Regions from separate parts of the Danio rerio genome. Here all the other regions are linked to region 2. Evidence: chromatin contacts called from public Hi-C and HiCAR-type data. All regions are on one chromosome and are shown on one strand. Each heading gives the region's core, a stretch centred on a gene start, on an enhancer-like site or on the middle of the called end of the contact. The rest is flanking DNA. Distances are from core to core; before and after follow the strand shown.

Evidence for each region. A called contact is a pair of places that touch in the nucleus more often than the background predicts. HiCAR-type assays count read pairs that join an accessible place to other places.
Region 1: a Hi-C map of embryo shows a contact between it and region 2, with 4 times the contacts expected there. The contact joins the enhancer-like site here to the promoter of hoxb8a in region 2. A contact is called at or near these places in 7 of 18 Hi-C or Micro-C datasets (caudal fin, embryo, fibroblasts and 2 more) and 1 of 4 datasets of contacts at active chromatin or transcription factors (caudal fin).
Region 3: a contact with region 2 is called in a HiCAR-type map of caudal fin, with 7 times the contacts expected there. The contact joins the promoter of cbx1a here to the promoter of hoxb8a in region 2. A contact is called at or near these places in 7 of 18 Hi-C or Micro-C datasets (embryo, fibroblasts, hematopoietic stem cells and 2 more) and 2 of 4 datasets of contacts at active chromatin or transcription factors (caudal fin and embryo).

Annotation. Positions count from the first base shown.
Region 1 is chr3:22,851,289-22,854,738 of GRCz12tu, reverse strand. It overlaps copz2 (COPI coat complex subunit zeta 2), which reads right to left. Exons shown (of 10, transcript NM_131507.2): 10 at 2,128-3,450. Among named protein-coding and RNA genes, the nearest start is that of dre-mir-152, 16 kb to the right of the region's middle. Within about 2 kb of position 1,833, at least 44 of the 62 cell types and tissues checked have an H3K27ac peak or open chromatin away from gene starts, as enhancers often do.
Region 2 is chr3:22,425,842-22,429,124 of GRCz12tu, reverse strand. It overlaps hoxb8a (homeobox B8a), which reads right to left and starts at 1,284. Exons shown (of 2, transcript NM_131120.1): 1 at 482-1,284. The coding sequence starts at 905.
Region 3 is chr3:22,800,105-22,803,344 of GRCz12tu, reverse strand. cbx1a (chromobox homolog 1a (HP1 beta homolog Drosophila)) reads right to left here and starts at 1,786. Exons shown (of 6, transcript NM_199746.2): 1 at 1,569-1,786.

The DNA.
Region 1 (3,450 bases), core at 584-3,083, 430 kb before region 2:
ATATATATATATATATATATATATATATATATATATATATATATATATATATATATACTGTTGCTTTTGTATATAAAGAAGTAAGTAGAATGGTGAAGGCACATCGATAGGCTATGGGTCAGGTAGCTTATATGCATAAACTAAACACAAGAAGTGGGAGATGAAAGGGAAAAAGCTAACGGCAAGAGAACAAACACAGATATGAAAAGGCTGTAAGAATGTAACCAGTCAGCACCAGAGCTTATCAACCTACACATCTGTTCACGACACATCCCTCTATCCAGTACTGCTATCTCTGTTAGCATGTTTCACAATTGTTTGTAGCCGAAATAAATACAAAAATAAAACGACGTTATAAAAATAAAACGGTCATGACATCCACTATGTGGAAGCTTCAAACTCATAGCCTATAGAAACATAGATCTGCCTATGAAGATATTTCTGAGATAATAGTCTAACATAATTTAGTATCTTTATTGTCTTTATATATATATATATATATATATATATATATATATATATATATATATATATATATATATATATATATATATATATATATATATATGCGATTGGAAATAGGCTTATTATGATTAATTTAATTTCCTCCGTTTAAAGCATTATGCTTATAAACAGATGATTACCATGCCACAATTTTTTTTGCATATTTGTTTTGGTTTTTTTCTAACACCGCATGCACTTTACCCATTTTTTAAATAATGAAATTATTATATAAACAAGCAGGAATCTACTGCTTCCCCAGCGATTTCACCTCAAATAATTCAATGCTATATGCTCCAACAATTTTTTTTCAACACAACCAACTTTAATTCATTTTATTTTTTTCTTTAATTTGGAAATTATTTTCCCTTTACTAATTATCAGCTAGGCTATTATTAAGCTATAGGCCTATTCATCACCTTTATCATTACACCACGTATTGCCACATATTACAGAATAGGTGGTTAACTACTATATAAACAATGATGTTAAAAATACTGATTTTGTAAATTGTTAACGGTATCAAACTTGTAATCAGTATAGCCTAATGTATCGGCTAAATCATTATTCGTTATTATTTTAATCGTAAAGCCTACACTTTAAAATATTCTTAAATTAGCAGTTTTGCGTATTTTAAGATTCCTGTTTTTCTCCATTTATTTATGCTTTTGAATTGCATTATGTGAGCTTTAGCTTTCTTTCAGCAACTTTTAACATTGAAAAGTTCGAAAATGTAACTTTTAAGAAAAGTGTTACTTTGTTGTAACAGTGTAGCTCTTGTTGACTCTAAAACTGTTCGTTGACAGATATTTGTTACAGTGTCGCTCTACTTGACTTAATAATTTGTCAGATATTTGTTAAAGTGTCGCTCTTGACTAAATAATTGTAATTTATTTGTTACAGTGTCGCTCTTGTATATTCTAAAATTTCAAAAAAGAAAAAAATGAAATGCCCTCTTTGAAAATTTAAATGTACAAAATGTAGCCCAATTAAAACGACTATTTGATTAATGTTAGTCGGTTGCTATTAAAACTATAATAACTATTAACCTTGTCTGTAGCTTGTTTTAAACAGAAAATAACCCATATATCTATTACAAGACTTTAAATAAATACAACTAGTTCTACTTGATCTGGATAAATAATCAGTGCAGATCTGCTTCGACAGGCACCGACTGTCTGTATTGATGAATTCCGAACAGAAAGAGTTAAATATGATTGGCTACTGAACGCTCCTGTTTAAAACCATATTTTATAAGTCTCCACCCACCTTTATGGATTGTGACCAATCACTTTTTGAAGACTCAACAGTAGACGCCCATTCATTTGGTCATGGAGGTGGAGACTCGGCTTTGAAAATGTCATTGGCCCTCAGTGACCAATGACAGACCTAGCCACACCCTCTCGAGATTAACACTAAATATATGAAAATCTATGCAGAATATTAATGAGGGAACAATATGATTGGTTCACAGTAACTATTCTCTCACCAATACCCAGACAGCACACATACGTTGGGCCGACGTCGGCCGAAGGTCAACACGTCGGCCCCTTTAATTCTAAAACAAGCAGCAAAGCTGTCGGGCTTGTAGTACAAACTCAAATAGACACAAAGGACCAAACAAATGCTATAAAACACATTTATTAGTTTGTAATAACACTTTCGTTCACAATAAGTTTCCAGAAACCATGGTTTAAAGAAAATAAACAAATCCAGGGCATATAAATAGTTTATTTCACTAGAGAAAATTCTAGCAAATATTCTTGTTTTTATGCAAATGTTTTGTCAGTTTGTATCGCCAAAGACTTTTATTTTACTTAAAATGCCATATACTTTAATTTTTTCATAACTGTATTACACGTAGGCTAGTGTTTTCACTGAAAAACGCCCTAGTTGCCTTAATTTTTAAGTTGAATCAAATTAACCGTGTGAGTTTGAACTTGTATTATGTTAAACTGACCTAAACAGCTTGCGTAACGTATAAAATTTAGTTAGAACATGATTAACTTAGTTTAATAAGTTAGAACAAACTAAAAACATTTGCTGTCAGGACTAATTGATCATATATTTTTTACAGTGTTGCCTTAAATATTACAATGGAGTATATAGCTAATAATAATTCATTCATTTTCTTGTCTTAAGTCCCTTTAATAATCCGGGGTCGCGACAGCGGAATGAACCGCCAACTTATCCAGCACGTTTTTACGCAGCGGATGCCCTTCCAGTCGCAACCCATCTCTGGGAAACATCCACACACAAACCCCCACACACACACACACACACCCACACACACACACACACACACACACACACACACACACACACACACACACACACACACACACACACACGCACGCAATTTAGCCTACCCAATTCACCTGTACCGCATGTCTTTGGACTGTGGGGAACCTGGAGCACCCGAAGGAAACCCAGGCGAACGCAGGGAGAACATGCAAACTCCACACAGAAACGCCAACTGAGACGAGGTTCGACCCAGCGACCTTCTTACTGTGAGACGACAGCACTACCTACTGGGCCACTGCATCGCCATGATGATGATGATGATGATGATGATAATAATAATAATAATAATAATAATAATAATAATAATAATAATAATAATAATAATAATAATGCTTCTAGTAAATTTTTAATATTGCCTGTTTCTCATTTTAAGAAAAATTGCTAATATTAAGGTTGTAGGCAGAACTCTGATTTGTGTATAACATTTTTGACAAAAGGTAAAAGCAATGTTGACTTATAACAAAATGACAAAGGATTAAACAAGAGGTTTATACAATCATATTTGTGATCATAAAAAAAATCACAACCCAATGCTTAATAAACTTATAACCTCCAAACACCACAGCTGTAGGCCTATCAATATTTGCAAATGTTTAGAAACAACGAAATTGCAACTTCTTTGGACAAATTCAAGCATATGTGTAG
Region 2 (3,283 bases), core at 35-2,534:
AATGAGCAACACTAACCATACAGTATAGTCGTCAAAAAGCAGTATAAACTATTTCACAGGATCAAATGATTAGGCACAGCCGTAAATGACATAATCCTTGTGAAACTGTGTAGTGAAATAAACTCGGGGGCTCACTGTAAGTCGTTAAAGGCTGCAGTAAAACTTTGACCTGGGTGAGAAGTGAGAGATCAGCTGTGGGGCAAAGTCTCACACATGGAAAGAGCAAGAAGAGAAAAGGGTTTTCTCTCGCCTTCTTCCTCTCTCCCCTGTCTTTGTATGGCAGGGTCATTAAACTGTAAAGTGATTCACAAGTTTTGAACACCATAAAACAATAAAACTGGCTATTGCCCCCCTCCTCTCGTGCACACAGGAAATGCAATTGTAAAGCTAAATTTCACAGAGATGTTTTCGAGGAGCTAACTCGATGTTCTGTCACTTCAACAAACACACACAACGCAGTTGGCTGGCTTTTCTGTCTCACCTTGAGGTCGCATCCACGGGAACAGTTGTGTGGGCGACGGACTCTGTTCTGTGTTGTCCGTCTCGTCGCCGATGCCCCCCGTGGCGAGCTTGCAGTCGCTATACTGAACCAAGTCGGCGTCTTGAGCACCGAAAAGTGTTTGCCTCTGGAGAGCATCATAACCGTAGAAGTTACCCGGCTCGCCGTGACAGGTTACCGCACATGGACTCTGCTGGTAAGGCGCAGCGGAGAGCGTGGATGCGCCGTGGTGGTAAAACTCCTGAATTTGAGGAGCATGCTGGAAAGTGGCCCCGGTGCCTGGACCATACACGACGGTGGGTCTCGTCCCTAGGTCCTGAGCAAATCCGCACTCGTAATAGTTTGGTCGTAAAGTGTCTCCACTTTTGTACTTAGTGAAGAGAGAGTTGACGAAATATGAGCTCATCTTTTACTGCTGTTGGTGGTGGTACTGATTTTGTTCAAGAGATTACGATAGAATGTCTTTATATAAGCGCAGTAGCTCACAGTTACTGAGGTAACAATGTTGCAGCAAAGCGTTGATTTCCAATTACTGGGCGGCTTGCGTGTGTATACCTTTTGTTAAAACAACTTATCTAAAGCTTCCATTGGCATGTTCCCACTGTAAAGTTCCAGCATCACAATTCCGGCGAATGGTGCCAGTTCCCGATCAGTTTTCTATGATTTACTCGGCTGCAAATGAGTAGTTTCATATTTTGCGGTGTGTTTTGATGATCATTTGCATCTTCTGTCTGATCCTCGTTCCACTATGGTTTCTCGCATCCCCACACGGACACCGCTCTGCGCGATTCTGATATGAAGGGAGTGAGAGAATGAAAAAGAGAGAAAAAGAGAAAGCGGGTGAGAGAGAGCTAAGAGGGAGCGAGCGCGAGGGAGCAGGAGAGAGAAGGGGGGCCAGGGGAGAGAGGAGGGGAGAATATGCACATTAATATGTTCAAGCGGGTAAGTTAATGAGAAATCTGCCGCTTTGCATCAGATCAAGTGCATAGCCTCCGCCCCTCCCCCAACCTCAACTTCTCTACTCCAAACCCTTTTGAAAGATTGATTTTTTTTTTTTTTTTTTTTTTTGCATAGACAACCCAAAGTGATGCATATTTAGTCCTTAATTTCCTAATCTCTAATGAAGTCGAGCCTTCTTTTTTAAATGTCAGGGTCTAGACGGCCAATTTTAAAAAGTACACGATTTAATTGGTATCAGATTAAACACATCCAATGCTCATAAGCACGTTCAATTTTACAGGAATAAGCGAACTGACTGTGGCCCGCGCGTCAAAAATAAGCGAGGTAGGCCGAGTCGTATTCAATTCTTTGACAACAATATTCTATTAATGTATTTACAGAAAGAGGGGGATGTTGAAATGGACCTGAGCGTCAGGTGTAATGGTAAATGTGGTTGTAAATGGTTTAACAAACTATAAAATGCAATAAACGCCCCTACTGTTTGTTGTTGACGTAGTGCATCAAAAAGCTGTTAGGCTTTTATGAGGTTCCACGACCAATGCTGTAAATGCTTCACTTCAAATTTTATCCATGCAAGGACTGTAAGTTCTTTAATTGTCATTTTTGTTTTGTTTTCAGTTCAGTGCGCTATAATGCTTAGCACGAGTAGATCTAACACTAGATCCGAGAAGATCCGATTAGTGAAATAAAACGTCAATACAATTTTCCAATGGCAAAAGATAGCAAAGTTAATAAACATATAAACATAAATAAATAAATAAATAAATAAATAAATAAATAAATAAATAAATAAATAAATAAATAAATAAATAAATAAATAAACGATGCTACATTTCTATAACAGCTTAAACATTGTGCGTGGTGCGTTCTGGTGAGGGTAAAATTGCAGATGTCCAATTGTTGTAATGAAACTAGATTCGTATTTAAAAATCATGCCAATATATATCTAAGTAAACATGCAAAACAAAAACGCTCACATCGAACTAAAGCCTGTTTACTTTTTTACTTTTTAAATATAGAAACACGTGCTGCATGTTTTTTACAGCTTCATTTGCTTCTGTAATAAATTACTGCAGAGCGGTTGAAAGCAATATCTCACCCAAAATCTTCACCTTTGTCTCAATGTAACAAATTCCGTTTAAGCATTGTTGACTATGTACAGTGTTAATGTTTATATTACGGGTTGATCTTTAACGAGGTAGCCGCATTTTGTTCTTTCTCGTGCATCTTTTTAAAAGGATAAAGAGTTGTTGTTATTGTTGGTGTTGATGATGATGTTGCTTTGTGTAAAGCGTGATTAGCACTTGGCTTTAGTAAACTGCATGTAAACGTTTTAGACATTGTGTTGTGAATACTTTCTTGAATATAGTTTTTTTTTCAATTACACAAATATCATATCTTTGTAAATAGTGATTCTTATACGAAATTATTAATACAATTTATATGAATATTTTAGTTACTTTTTATTTGTGCTTTGTCAGAGCAATTCAATAATCTATTGTGTTTATTTTGTTAATAAAGCATTTTCTGAACAAAGTTTTGCGTGTTTTGTGTTTTGATTCTACAACGTATATTAAAATCATATTATAAATTAGAATTAATTCACCAGTATTTAAAACAATCACTGAGACATCATATCTAAAATCCAGACCTGTATTTTTTGGTAACATTCAATAAAACGAGCAGAGATATCAAGATAAACAGGTGCAGTTGTTTAATTTATTTCTCTATACTCTATAGACCTATTGCTCCAATTAATCCCAATAAAATAAAATATATATTCTTAGAGTTTTATTTCATTTGTTTATATTAATTTTTTTATTG
Region 3 (3,240 bases), core at 537-3,036, 370 kb before region 2:
ACATTTATGAATGTATCATATCATCTTTGCATCAGATTACAAAAAACGAATTACTGTTTATGTGTTTTTGATGCAACGTCTATGGAGTGGCACAGTAAATTTGACTTTATTTTCTCCTCTGGCTGCCGTCATCAGTCTCACTATTTTATTTCTTTTTCTGAAAGTCTTGATAACACCGTTGTGGCATTTTCTTTCTTTATTTCAGCAAATAGATTTGTAAAAAAATATTTGTTGTACTCTCTCATTTACGACATTCTAAGTTTACCCAGCTATGACGATTTCTGCTTCTGAAAAACCCCGAAAATGTGATAAGCGTCTATAACAGTCTAATAAAAACATTATAAAACATGATAATCAACAATATTTTGCACTAATATGCTGTCTAGGATGTGCCATTCTAAGATTTTTCTAGAGATTTCAGATAATCCTAATTAATCAACAGATACATGTACATATAGACAGAGAAATATAGACCTAAAACAACAACAGGCTCCCATGTTATGATTGTTAAATAAAACAATCTAAATAATTCCATCTCTGTCTGTTTTGCATAAGACCTGCAGAGTAAAAGTAAACACCCATGTAGTCATCATGGTTCATATTTTAACTTTACATTCATTTTAAACACTACTGCTAAGCATCAGCAACGTATATACATAACTACTTTATTTCAACTCATAAACAGTGTCAGGACCGCGAAATTTAAAAGAATAATTTATTTAAAATTGAAAATTATAATTTAATCACGCTTTACTCGTTCCTAACCAGTTTGACTTTCCTTTGTTGAACACAAAAGATGATAATTCGAAAAAAAGCAGGAAACATGTAACCATTAAGGTTAATACTATTTTTGTTTTTCCAACTATGGAAGTGAAAGGTTACGTGCTTTAACCAAAAAGAAACTTAAAAAAATACACGAGTGAGTAAATTTTCACGCTTGGAGTTATCCCTTTAACTCCATCGACGTGCACGCGCAGACAAGGTACTAGAATTTTCCAGTCCTTTTTCCTGCTGACACGAGTTGGTGAGGTAAAATATTCAAATATGATGTGTAATGTTACGGTGAACGCCACATAGATTTCTTTTTAAAAGTGTGTTTCCGAGATAACGTTACAGTAGTTTCTGAACGGCGCACGTGCACGAGGAAGGCGTTTCTGTCTAGCACGGATCCGAGCCAGGAGGTTGACTCTATAACACTCACAATTTAGGTCCAAAGGGTATGACACCGACGACATTATTACTGGCTTGAAAATACATGCATAAAACGCTCCAATGCACAACAAATCTAACTTTATAAATCTAAAAATAACGTTACTCCTAATATACGCGACACCGACTAACTAGCCTTGTGGCTAATGTTGCAAAAGCATGGTAGCTCACTTCTCCATGTTGACCTGGATTCGACTAAAACAAATGATAAACATTCATCAAAATACGACTAAAATTGTATTTTAAAACAACACTGCATAAAACACTCAAAACATCCACCTGTTAGTAACAAAATCGCATTTCTTGAAACACAATCAGTCCTGCAGTTGTTTTTACAATCTGCACGCAGCGCCACTTACCTGTGTATTACTGAATTAACGGCGAAAAACGCCAAAATGGGTGGTTTAGTGCAGCTAGACCGGGTTTAAATCTCGACAAACTTTAAAATCTGTCGACTGGGGGTAGAGTTTGTTTTTATTTTACCGAGCCTCCTTGGTTGAGCAGACAAAAGGTAACGCTACACGAAAGGCTCCAGCAACCCGCCAATTCGACCGAACGTGCATGGGTACGTACTACAATGGTGCATGCTGGGTGCTGTAGTTTACGTGAGTACTACAAAAATGAAATCGCATGGAACACTCTTGAGGAGGTTTCTTTGCGAAAAAAACGAAAACTTTGTGTAACCACCACAAAGCATATTCCTATACATAGGCCTATATGGTTCTTTACCTAATAGTAGCATAGACACAGGGGTGAATTTAACCCATAAAGAAAGTTAAGCCCCAGGAAATCTGAGGGCCCCACCATAATACCTAGAAGTATAAATTATACTATAAATTATATATAACATAGTTTCCTATCATATTTTGTACGGTGATCTCATTTTTAGTCAATTTAGCATAATATAAGTTCAGTGGACTCATAAGGTTAATTTGTTTCAGTTTAAAAATTTAAGGCAACCAAGATTTCTTTACAGTGTAGTTGTGAATTCATCTTAATACACGAATCGTTTCAAAAGTTTTACAAGGTGTGTTACATGTTATTATTATTATTTAGCATGAAGATAAAATGTAGAAAAGGATATCAAATGATATAAGAAAAAACAGCAAAAAATAATTAAAAAAATATTAAGTACAAAAGGTGCATGTAAGAACTTGGGCCGCTTGGCTGGAATTGCGTAGGCCTCCAAAATCACTAAATCTGCCCCTGTATAGACGTATACAATTTTAAAAACAACCATAGGCTTGTTGTTCAGAACCCAAATGCATTCTGTATCAATATAATACTTAAATGCTTCAATCCATTTACCCTCATAATGCATATATATATATATATATATATATATATATATATATATATATATATATATATATATATATATATATTCACATTCAGAGACCTTAACTAAAATCTTTAGCTATCTGCAAGTTTAAAAAATTATCATTTTAATTTTTTTAATCGATCACAAGTCAGTTACATGGTTTATGCTTTGTAATGCAACACTTGAACACTTTATCTAAAGAGGTAACAATTATATATATAATTTGAGAAACTGAATAATCTGAGATTTAAGCCATCAGTATGTATAATACAATTTGCTGAAATTAGAAGACCTTGGCAATATGTGCTGAAAAGCAAGAGTGGAAAACCTAAAAAGCTTTAAGAGAAGATCCATATTGACCTTATTCTTCAAAGCGGAAGTGCTCTCGTTTTTGTGATTGTTTTAGAACTTCTGATTTGGATGCCTATGGGAGAAACGACTAGTAATAATAAACGGCAGAAAACAATCCAACTACTTGCTCTACAAACAAGTGTTAGCATGACTATACAGACAAAGCAGAATACTATAAAAATAAAATAACAGTTTGCAACATCAAGGAGCAAAACAAGCTGTTTTTAACGTCTAAAAGTCAATGAAAGTGAATGAGACGGGAAGTCTCGAGTCAAAAAGATTTAAATGGCTGCGCCTGCTCGTACCTAAAGAATAAGGTGAATAGCTTATAGGGAGAATAACTTATCTCTCTACACTCA